Regions from separate parts of the Mus musculus genome. Here region 2 is linked to region 1. Evidence: chromatin contacts called from public promoter capture Hi-C data. All regions are on one chromosome and are shown on one strand. The core of a region is the stretch at or near the end of the contact, and the rest is flanking DNA. Distances in the headings are between cores, read along the strand shown. Region 1 holds the start of Smc5 (structural maintenance of chromosomes 5). Region 2 holds the start of Smarca2 (SWI/SNF related, matrix associated, actin dependent regulator of chromatin, subfamily a, member 2).

The links. Promoter capture Hi-C pulls out the DNA fragments that hold promoters and counts their contacts.
Region 2: a promoter capture Hi-C map of pre-B cells shows a contact between it and region 1, with 3 times the contacts expected there.

Annotation. Positions count from the first base shown.
Region 1 is chr19:23,271,125-23,276,478 of GRCm38.p6, reverse strand. It overlaps Smc5 (structural maintenance of chromosomes 5), which reads left to right and starts at 2,582. Exons shown (of 25, transcript NM_001252684.1): 1 at 2,582-2,845. The coding sequence starts at 2,661. Gm33950 (a long non-coding RNA gene) reads right to left here and starts at 2,571. Exons shown (of 2, transcript XR_386613.2): 1 at 2,474-2,571; 2 at 2,120-2,255.
Region 2 is chr19:26,603,683-26,608,895 of GRCm38.p6, reverse strand. Smarca2 (SWI/SNF related, matrix associated, actin dependent regulator of chromatin, subfamily a, member 2) reads right to left here and starts at 3,736. Exons shown (of 33, transcript NM_011416.2): 1 at 3,663-3,736. It overlaps Gm52395 (a long non-coding RNA gene), which reads left to right and starts at 2,386. Exons shown (of 7, transcript XR_003952911.1): 1 at 2,386-2,745; 2 at 2,847-3,647.

The DNA.
Region 1 (5,354 bases), core at 1,333-3,832:
CTCTCAGACAGTTCCTATATATAGAAAAGCTCAACCTGGACTATAGAAGGATTCCTGGCATTTAGATAAAAAGCAGCATTCCTCTGGAACTCGTGAAATGCTTTGCTATCTCCCAAGGGAATCATTTCCCTTGCCACTGGCAGAAGGAACCTACGGCTGCACTGACCTGCACATCACAGTCCATGCTGGCCTCCAGGCTCCCCCGCCCCCCCTCACAGATGCTCATTATGCTTTCCCAACCCCCACACTAACATCTTGGCCCCTCTCACCTCCTACTCAGTCTCTTTAAAACCCTCATTCTCCCTGCCCTGCTTTCCTGGAGAGATGGTCTTGGCAGCTTGGAGTAAGCTTTTCCCTTCCAAGCACTGAGCGGCCATTTCAGTGGTTTCTTTACTGTGCTTTCTGATACAGTGGCAACCATGACGAGCCAGTTAAAACCCACAGTATGACTGTCTTTCTGCAGTCATCCAAATTTGGGGATTTGTTCCCAACTTTTAAGTTTAGAAACATAACTTTAACAGCATTCTAAAAGTCTCATCCTGGCACGAAATGGTAACGCTGGTCCCATTAACTCTTTAACTTTAATGGTGAAGCTCTTAAGTCCCACCATTGCTGGTTATATTCTTATTTGTCCATAGAATAAATTCCCTCATAACTAATTACTTGTTCAGAATCTGACTCTCCTCTCCTCCCTCCTTCTCCTTGATAGGATTTGTGATCTTCCTGGCCAGTATACTGAGTGTTGAGACTGCAGGCATACACCACCATGCCTGGCAACCTTTAAGTTCTTGAAGCCAAGAATATACCAGCTATGTGTAGAAGTACTAGCAGCATGGTATCCTAAGCACTGGGTCTTTTTATTTCTTCCTGTTACTTGAACATTTTACAAGGTATTCCTTAATTTTTACACACACACACACAGAGGCACACACACACATCAAGTACCCATAACAAGTTTATATGCTTTCTACAATGATTATGTTTTCTTTCATTTTAACTTTTACTGAGCAGATTCCATTTGTATGAGAGAAAGAAGCAGGGGCCTGCAAAAAGGAGTGTTGGTTCTAGTGGTCAAAAGAGGACTCTACTGCATGGGATTTCTAACTGGCCTCCCCAGGTCTCCTTTCAATGAGTTTTCCACACAGCAAGCAGAATGACTGAAAAGCTTTAATTAGATCACAGGCCTCTCCTACTTAAAACTATTTAATGGTTTATCTTTATTTCCCCATTACCCTAGTCTCTGGCCGGTTATTATTGGTTGGGTGAATGTTGCCTATGGGCTTCAGGGGCATAATCTTTGAAAGGGCTAATGAGATGAACATGGGCACAGGGAGGTAGAGCCATTCCTAAAGAAGCAGGGAATTTAAAGACCCTGAAAGGACCCCTATGGAAGATTTAAAGGAAGGATTGAAGAAAGCGAAGGGGATGGTAACCCCATAGGTAGACCAACAATATCAACTAACCTGAACCCCTAGGAGCTCCCAGAGAATAAGCCACCAACCAAAGAACATACATGGGCTGGTCCAAGGCCACCAGCACATATGTAGCAGAGAGCAGCCTTGTCTGGCCTTAGTGGAAGAGGATGTGCTTAGTCCTGCAGAGACTGGATGCCCCAGGGAGGGGGGATACCAAGGGAGAGGCACCCTCTCAGAGTCAAAGAGGAGGAGCGATGGGGGGGGGGGGGAAGAACTCTGGGGGGGGGAGAGAGACAACATTTGGGTTGTAAATAAGTGAAATGCTTAATTAAATAAAAGAAAGAAAGAAAAGAAAAAAGAAACCCTGAAGGGAGAGGCCATCTGGTGGCTGCACTGGAACTGGTGGCTGCACTAAGGAAGCAGAAGTAGTAAAAGTTCAAGACCAGCCTGGGCTCTCTAGTGAGTAGTAGTCCATCTAGAGCTATATAAAGAGTCTGTCTCAAATAAATAAATAAATGTATGTGCTGGGAGATAGCATGATGGCCCAGTGGTTAAGAGAACGGACTGCTATTCTAGAGGACCTGGGTTCCACTGTCTGTAACTCCGAGATCTGACACCCTCACACAGACATACATACATGCAGGCAAAACATCAATGCACATAAAATAAAAATAAATAAATTATACAATAAAAGGACTAGGAAGTGTGAGTGGGCAAGTAATTAATACACTCTTCACAATCTTGAGAGCATCAGATGGTTGTTAGTGCCATGCTTCCAACAACAGGCACAGTCAACAGGCATCTTTTCTTTGGAGTTCATTTGAGCACCAGGGAAGGAAACTGCAATGTAGAACATAAGACAGATGAAGCCTGGAGTTCTGGGAGGGACCGTTGCAAAGTAGTAACACACACACACACACACACACACACACACACACACACACACACACACACACACACACACACACGAGAAACACACAGAGACACACACAGAGACACACACAGAGACACATACACACACACACACACACACAGACACACACACACACACATCGCACCTCTGAGGCCACCGGGGAGCGTTGGTCGGGGCGTGGCCTCGGGTTTGCGGGGCGGAACCGCGCAAGCGCATCGGGGCCGCGGGGGCGGGGTCAGGCGGGGTCAGTTAGCGCGGGAGCCGGGCGCGGAGGCTCCTGGGCTGCGGCTCGCCGGGAACGGAAGCCGCTGCGGGACGCGGAGGAAGCCAGGATGGCGACTCCGAGCGGGAAGGCTGCTCCCCCCAACCCCCAGGTTTCCAAGCGGTCTCTCCCGAGAGATGCTTCCTCCGAGGTCCCGAGCAAGAGAAAGAACTCGAACCCGTTGCCGACGCTGCCGCGGCCGTCCGGGACCTTCGTCGAGGGCTCAATCGTCCGCATCGCCATGGAGAACTTCTTGTGAGTGGCGGCAGGCCGCGCTGGGCGGGAGCAAGCGGCCCGCAGGCCCGGGGCGGTGGGCTGTGCCCGGCGGTGGGGAACCTGTGCCAGGCTAACCCTGAGGCATTCCCTGCCTAGGCCACGAAGACTGGCCGTGTTGGCTGTAGTAGGCGTGTGGCCTGATGTTTTTATCCACCCAGTGGTTTTGGAAGGCGTCGGCTCTAGGCAGTAGATACGAAGGGGCCGGGTCTCTAGTTTGTTAATCTGCGAATCTCGATCTACCACGGACCTGTGCACTTCACAAAACTCGACAGTTACAGCAGAGTGGCAAATTTTAAAAAGTGTACACGATTTCCAGAATGGGCAGATGACATGGTAATGGTTGTTGATTGGAGATTAGAGTGTACCAAAGAAATTAAAAATCGTGTTCCCAGTTTTTGTACCTCCTTGCAGATTCTTGCCCCGTCCAATCCTCCTTTCTTCCTTGCCCCGACCCCAACTAGTTGAGTAGATTCTAAATGTTACCAGAAATATCATTATCTGTTTATCATCTTAGAGTTATCTTTTCGAGGTATTTTTTCTTAAATGTAGGCTTGCATAATTTATAGACCCTTAATAACAATACCATTTTTTTTTCAAGCAGTTGTGTATCAGGTGTTCGTTTGTTTTATTTACACATCGCTGCGTTTCTACCTGTCTTTGTTGATGACATAAACTCATGGCTATTGTTTTTTTGCCCCGGTCTGTATAGATTCTAATAGCAAAATTGCTAATTTGAATCCTGATCAGGAAAGGTAACTGTACTCAGCATGAGGTTATCTGCTGTAACTTATCTACCCAGGATTTCATGGGAGGCACAGACTGAAAAGGCTAAGTCCATCCCCAACCATCAGAGCTTTGTGAAGAAGATACTAAAGTAGAAAAGGAGGGAAGACGATTACCCAAAGAAGGAACTGCCTGAAAGCCAGTTTGTAATGTTTCGTGAGTGACCTTAGGTAGAATGTAAGAACATAGGTGAATAGAGGTTGGAAACGATTGTTCCGGCTTGTCTGTTACTATACTAAAGAACTCCAGCATCATCCTGCAGGCAGGCGGTCGGGAACCTGTGATTTTGAAAGGGTGCCAGATAGCAAGCAAGAATATTTAAAGTAAGAAAGCAAGAATGCAGAGCTGAAAGGGTTATTTGATAAGATCTGCCTATAGATTGTGAGGCCTGAGAGTGGAGGAGTGTGTCCTAGTTCTTCCCAAGTCTGGCTCTGGCTAACCAATCTGGTTATTCAAGAGAGAGTAGTGGGGGGGTGGAGTGGACGGAGAATAAATGATGAATGCAGTTGAGCGCCTCTGTCTTGAACTTTCCTGTGGGATAGCTAAGAGAGATGTATGCATGGAGTTTCTAAAGGCCTCGACGAGCTCAGAGAGAAAAGAATAAGTCACAGGCTTGGGAGTCCTGTGTATAGGTGGCTATTGATGTTACAGAAATCTTTGAAATTACAAAAAGGAAAATATAAATTGGAGGAATTAAAAAGTGTTTATTGAGGAACTGAAGGGGTCTGCAACCCTATAGGTGGAACAACAATATGAACTAACCAGTAACCCCCAGAGCTCGTGTCTCTAGCTGCATATGTAGCAGAAGATGGCCTAGTCAGCCATCATTGGGAAAAGAGGCCCCTTGGTATTGCAAACTTTATATGTCCCAGTATAGGGGAACACCAGGGCCAAGAAGTGGGAGTGAGTGGGTAGAGGATCAGGGCGGGGAAGGAAAGGGTATAGGGGACTTTCAGGATGGCATTTGAAATGTTAATGAAGAAAATATCTAATAAAAAATTGAAAAAAAAAGTCTTTATTGTAAGAATGAGAGAAGATGAGCGCAGAGATCTCCTGTACTGGAAGGTGAGCTGAGACTCACGGGGGACTCGTCAGAGAGGCTTAGTTAAAATAATCCTTGAAGTAACTGCTCCATTGAACTCGTAATGAGACCGAAGCCTCCTACATTGAGCAATTGGAAAAATGTTTTCCCTTTGATCAAGTAGTACAAAAGAAAACTTTTTAGACCAAGGAAGAAAAGCTTGGACCAAAACAGCAAAAAGAAAAAAAGTAGGTGAAAAATGCAGAGTTGGGTATGGTTTTGTTTATTTTAATAATATAAGATTTTAGATTTGGGGGGGTATATTCAGATTTTCTAGAGGAACAGAACTTATAGAATACATCTATATCCATATACAGAAAGGCTTCTTATTAGAATGGCTTACAGGCTTTGGTTCAGCTTGTCCAACAAAGGCTGTCTACCATTGACAGTGGCTCTAAGAAGCCAGTAGTTATTCTTACTTTGTCCATGACACTGGATGTCTCTGCTGGTCTTCAGAATCCCAGAGGTAGGCTCTTGATGCCAATGAAGAAATGGACTTGTCACTGAGAGCAAGAGGGGAAGCCAGCAGGCAAAGAGAACAAGCTTCCCTCTGTGTCCTTTATAGAGGCTTCCAGCAGAAAGTGTGGCCCGGAGTAAAGGTGGATCTTCACACCTCAGAAGATC
Region 2 (5,213 bases), core at 2,487-4,986, 3.3 Mb before region 1:
TTAAGGTTTTCTTTTTTCTTAAAACGTATCCTAGAGTATATTGACTGTACAAGACAATGCGTTTCCTTATGGCATTTTCACACAAGTTCACGGCACACTTTAACCCAATTACCTTCTTGTCCTTAGTCCCTAGTCCCCCAACCCCACTTTGGGCTCCCTTCCTCAACTATCCAAATGTAGTATTTTAAAAGCCAGTCAGCAAGCCGGGAGGAATAAAAGGGCAATTAGATTCTGAAAAGAAAAAAGTGTGCCTTCATTTGCATAATAATGCCACCTAAGAAACAACCCAGTCACGCCTCCTAACCCTTCAACTGTGTGTACTTAGACTTCATCCCGAAGCCTGACAAGTCCCCGGGGAGGGAGCAGCTTCAGGTAAAGTCACAAATTGGAGGAAAACCTTGCTGGAAACACTAGACTGTGCGTTTGTGAGTATATGCACACATAACACCGACCATGGCATTTTATACTGGACGAGTTCTCACTGTTTTCTGAGTGGTGGAGAGGATTTTTGTGCTATACAAACCGAAGAAAGTCTCAAACCATCTTAGGTGTTCCCACCAGCAAGGCAAGCAAGCCAGGTGAAAAGAAGTCTGAAGATTAACTGAAACTTCAAACAGCACCACAAGGCACAAAGAACAAACGTGAGTACTTAACGTCTTCCTTATGTTCCATTGTTAAACATACAAAGGAATCTGTGTCAACGAGATGACTAAAAAGGACACAATGATGACACCTCTATAAAACAGTGCTAACTCCGGTCACTCTGCTGTTTTCAAAAGTACCAACCTCCACTGCACCGGGGAGGAGGGGATAATGGAGACAGCCTGGCAAAACTCCCCAAAAGTTATATAAACAAAGGAGGGAGAAGCCCAGTGTGGGCTTCGCACCCATGTGCCACTAAAATTACATAACACCCGGTGCAGACACTGAATGAGGAATGATTCTGCACTACGCCCTCGCTCTCTCCCCTCCTACACCATCCTCCTTCGCTTTAAACACCCCCAAGGGCCCCCGCGAGAGAGTGGACCGCTTGGGGTGTTTATTTTCTTCGTGGAGTAAATCCTGCGAGAGTTGGAAGCACATTTAGGCCCGAAGTTTGAACGTGCAACAGCCGCAGGGCACAGCGACTCACTCTCTCCGGACCTGGAGCAGAAAGAACTGACCACGCCAGCCACCCGCGAGGCCTCCATCTCCCCCGCGCAGTGCCTCCCGCTGGAAAGTTTTCCCTGCAATCGATTGCCTGCCTGACTTTGCACGGAAGGCGAGCCAAAGATGGGAGGGGGGTCGGCAGAGAAAGACCTAGAAAGCTCAGCGGGCGGCGGCGGCGACAGCGGGAGGAGCCGGCTCCTTACCTGGGCGACGCTGAACGGCCAGGGCTCTCGAGCTGGCGCCGCCCGGGGCTGCGAGGGAGCGGTGTGCACAGCGCGGCTTAGGCCGGCGCCCGCGGCCCGGCCCCCGCCACCTCCTCTTCCTCCCTCGCGCGCGTCATGTCACGGCGATCAAACACGTCTGTGCGCTTCGCCGCGGTGACTTCCTGATTCTCCGCCGCTCGCGCGCGCCACGCACTCGCCCTCGCCGCCGCACGCACCGCCACCGCCTCCCGCCGCCAGACCCAGCCGGCTCTGCGTCCGGCTCCCGGGAGTGCTCCGGCTAGAGACGCAGCCCGCGCAGCTCGCCACTCACTGGTCCCTAGCGCACTGCACACTCACGCCAGCCCGCCGCCCCCTCCAGCCCCTCCATCCGACTTGCAGCACTGCCAAACTTTTTTTTTCCGGGTTGATTGGTGTCCAACTTCCCTCCGCCCCCATCCCCCAGGCAGCCCTACCAGCCCGGCGCTCACCACTATCCGCAGCGAATAGCAACCGGTATAAAAAAATAATAATGTAATCCAGGCCGCAGGGGTGAATGCAGACACCCGCACCCGGCGATCTCCTGCAGGTACCGGAAACCAGCGTGAGCGCCCGGGCCGGAGCGCGGGTGTCCCCTAGAGTCCTCAGCGCTGCGCCCCGCCCGGAGCGGTGTCACTGCGTCCAGGCTGCGCGGCCTGGTGCGGGGCACCGGGGGGCACTGTGCTGGTGTGCGCTTGGTGGCTGGAGGGCGCCCAGGGGCTGGCGCGCTGGACCGGTGATTTGGGGAAGTACATCGCGACACCTATGCAGATGGCGTGGCCCTGTTTTGCAACGCCAATGGGAGGGGAGGCAGCCCAGCGATGGGGGAGGAGGAGGAGGCAAGGGAAGGGGTGAACTATGTTGGGATGGGAATAAAGCAAACTCGAAAGCAGGGAGCAAGAAGGAAGGGGTGAGTGTCATCGCTAGGAGGAGGCTCCCACCGGCTCTCCCCGCCTCCCTCCTTCGCCACCCCCTGTTTCCTCCCCACTGCAGCCCTTCCCCTTCCCGGGCGAACGCCGCGGCCGCTGCCCGGGTGCGTGCGGGTCCTGTTGTGACAGTCAGGCAGAGAGGATTATCCGGATCATGGCCTCCCCAGCCCTCAGCCGCCGTGGCTCTCCCGGGTCCCTGTGCGCCCCTGACACTCAGACCATCCCAGGCGCCCCGCGTCTGCAGCTTCCTCGGCGCTTGCCAAGGAAAGACACCAAGCAAAAGAAAACAAACCCAGAGAGGGGAGGGGAGGCTAACAGAGCCTAGTGGACACCTCGGACCTCTTTCCTTGGGGCTTCCTTCCACCCTCTGTAATGAGACCCGGGCTGGACACCCCGAACTTCAACATCCTAGCCCGCGCTGCCTCTAGGTACCAGACAAGAGGGTCCGCGGCGCCACGGCCATAGCCCCCGGGGCCAACCCTTTCACCTAAAGGCCTGTCACCAATCAACATTCCCTTCCCTGCCCTAGGGAACCCCGGGAGTGGAGGTGACACCTCGGAGCCCCAAGGCACCAACCCTGTGGTAGTGGCCGCCGCCCGCTCAGTGCGCCATCCCAGACTACTACCGCCAAGATCTGCTCTCGTCCCCGCAGCCGGAGCCCTTTAAACAAGTCCCCGGGAGGCGAATAGCAGCCGTGTTGGTTGGCGCCCTGCCGCCAGCCCGGGCTCCTCACCCTCCTTCCCTCCTTTCCTGTTCCCTTCCAACTCTAACGGGGAGGATGGCTCGGGGTGAACTGTCGCGTTTCCAGTCCCCCGCCTCCCAACCCCTCCGCCCCCCGGCCCGGAGTTCCCAAATCCCCCTCTCCTCTTGCCACTAGCCCTCCCCACCTCTGCTTTTTAGGGGATAGGAGGGGGGGGGGGATGCAACCTGGCGGAGAGTGTGTTGCAACCCTGAGTTGGCAGCGCATCACTGTCAACCTGCCCAGGGTCAAGGCTGTGACATGTTGGGATTTCTTCTCCTTGCCCCCTCGAAGTAGTAATTATTACTGTTATTATTAGAACGGCGAGGTTCGGTTGAAACTTTGTTTCTTTTATCGCCACCCGGGAGCTGTGGTTAGAGCATTCCACCTGAGGCCCGCGGGGAAGAGGCGGGCTTTTTTGTTGTTGTAGCGGTTGGCCCGCCTGTTTGTTTTGGTCTTCCAGCATGCACAATAAATAATGATTAGGATAAGGATGCATAATCCGGGGCGAAGGCGGCGCGGTGCCCAAGGGGTTCGGCGGCCGCTGCGGCTGCTGTAAGGCCGGAGCCGTGGAGAGAAGAGAAAGGAGTTGTAAGTTATATTTACCTTGCTCGCGAGCAGTGTGCTGGCTGAATCTTCCCTCTCTGAGTCACCCAGAGTACAGAAACAGAGGGAGCGAGGACTAGATTATGAATATGACTTCATTGATGACAGCCGTCCCCTCCTCTTCCTAAACTCGGGCTCCGCCCCGCGTCCCACCCTCGCCGCCTCCACGGGCGCCGGAAGACGCGCCGCAGTTGGCCCCGCGAGCCGCTCCTCCCTGCCCGGCCCGGCGCGGGTTGGTGGGACGCTCCTGTCACTCGCCCTGCTCAGCGACTCCGGGAGCGCGCGGGGGGAGCAGGGGGCGGTGTGCAAGAATGTGGATCTAGACAGCTCTACTGTATGCGTGGATCTGTGTGTGTCTGCGAGGCGCCGGCTCTCCGCCGTGTTTGTGCCTGGAGCAGAGAAACTGCGCAGGACAAGCAACCAGCCCGCAGCCCTGCTGGACTCGGGAGCCGCACATCCTTTAGCTGGCAGTAGCCTTCCGAGCTTCTCCGAGGAGACTGGGGGAACCCCCCGAAGCGAAGGGGAGGGCAGCCGTAGTAATCGAGCGTAGTAGTTCTGGGGAATGTGGAGACCGTGCTGGAATTTAAGTGTGCCTGCGCCTGCCAGCTCGAGCCTGCAGAGAGAAAGGGAGGGGACGGCGGGGGCAGGGCTCCGGGTGGCACCAAAGCTGTTTGTGGCAGTGTTGGCCGCGGGGGTGGGAGGGAATGGGCATTATCATACGAGCTGAAACTTTTTCGACCCCCGCCTCCTCCCCGTTTCTCTCAAGGCTGTCATAAATTTGCGTTCTTCCCACCCATCCCCAGCCCCCAGTGAAAAGGGAGGCGGCACAAAGAGCGAGCTTGCCAAATCTGTCTCATCCCTAAAGGACTGCAAGCTTCCAAATGCCAGAGAAGAGAAACAGCTGAGAGGCCGGCCGCCTAGTAAATAAATAAACCCAGATAAACCCTCCTAACCCCTCTGTTTACTTCGGAAAGGCACGAAGCACTTTCACCTCCCCTCACCTGTCGTCTTCGAATAAAATATACATAAAAATGTGGGAGGAGAGAACGACCCGCGAGGGTAGGGCGGGAGAGTCAGGGGGCAGCTGAACCATGGGATCTGCTTTTGATTTAAAAAGGGAAATAAATCTCAATCTCTACAGACCGAAGTCTCCTCTCTCTTCCACCCCACATTTAAGACCAATTAAGGCTACAAACTGCAATTTGCCTGCACGTAGTGGTTTGGAGAGCTAGTGTTTCAGTTTTCCTTGAAATACAGTATGTCTGCCGGACCCTAGGTCACTATTTGGTGAGGCGGTTTTATTTTTAGTTTTATGAAGTGTGAAAGAATGTTAGGAGATTTTAAATCAGAGGCCTATTATATTAGACTCAGATTAATGTAGGTGCTTGACTCTTAAAATTAAAACTGCTCCTATGTGGTCATGTTATGAAAAAGTATGATCTATTCCTTATTTTGCAATGTAATGGCGTAAATTAGTCATTCAAAGTGCACTGTGACTATTTGGTTGAGGATCCCTCCCACCCTGGGGTAAAATCCTATTTTAAGATGGTT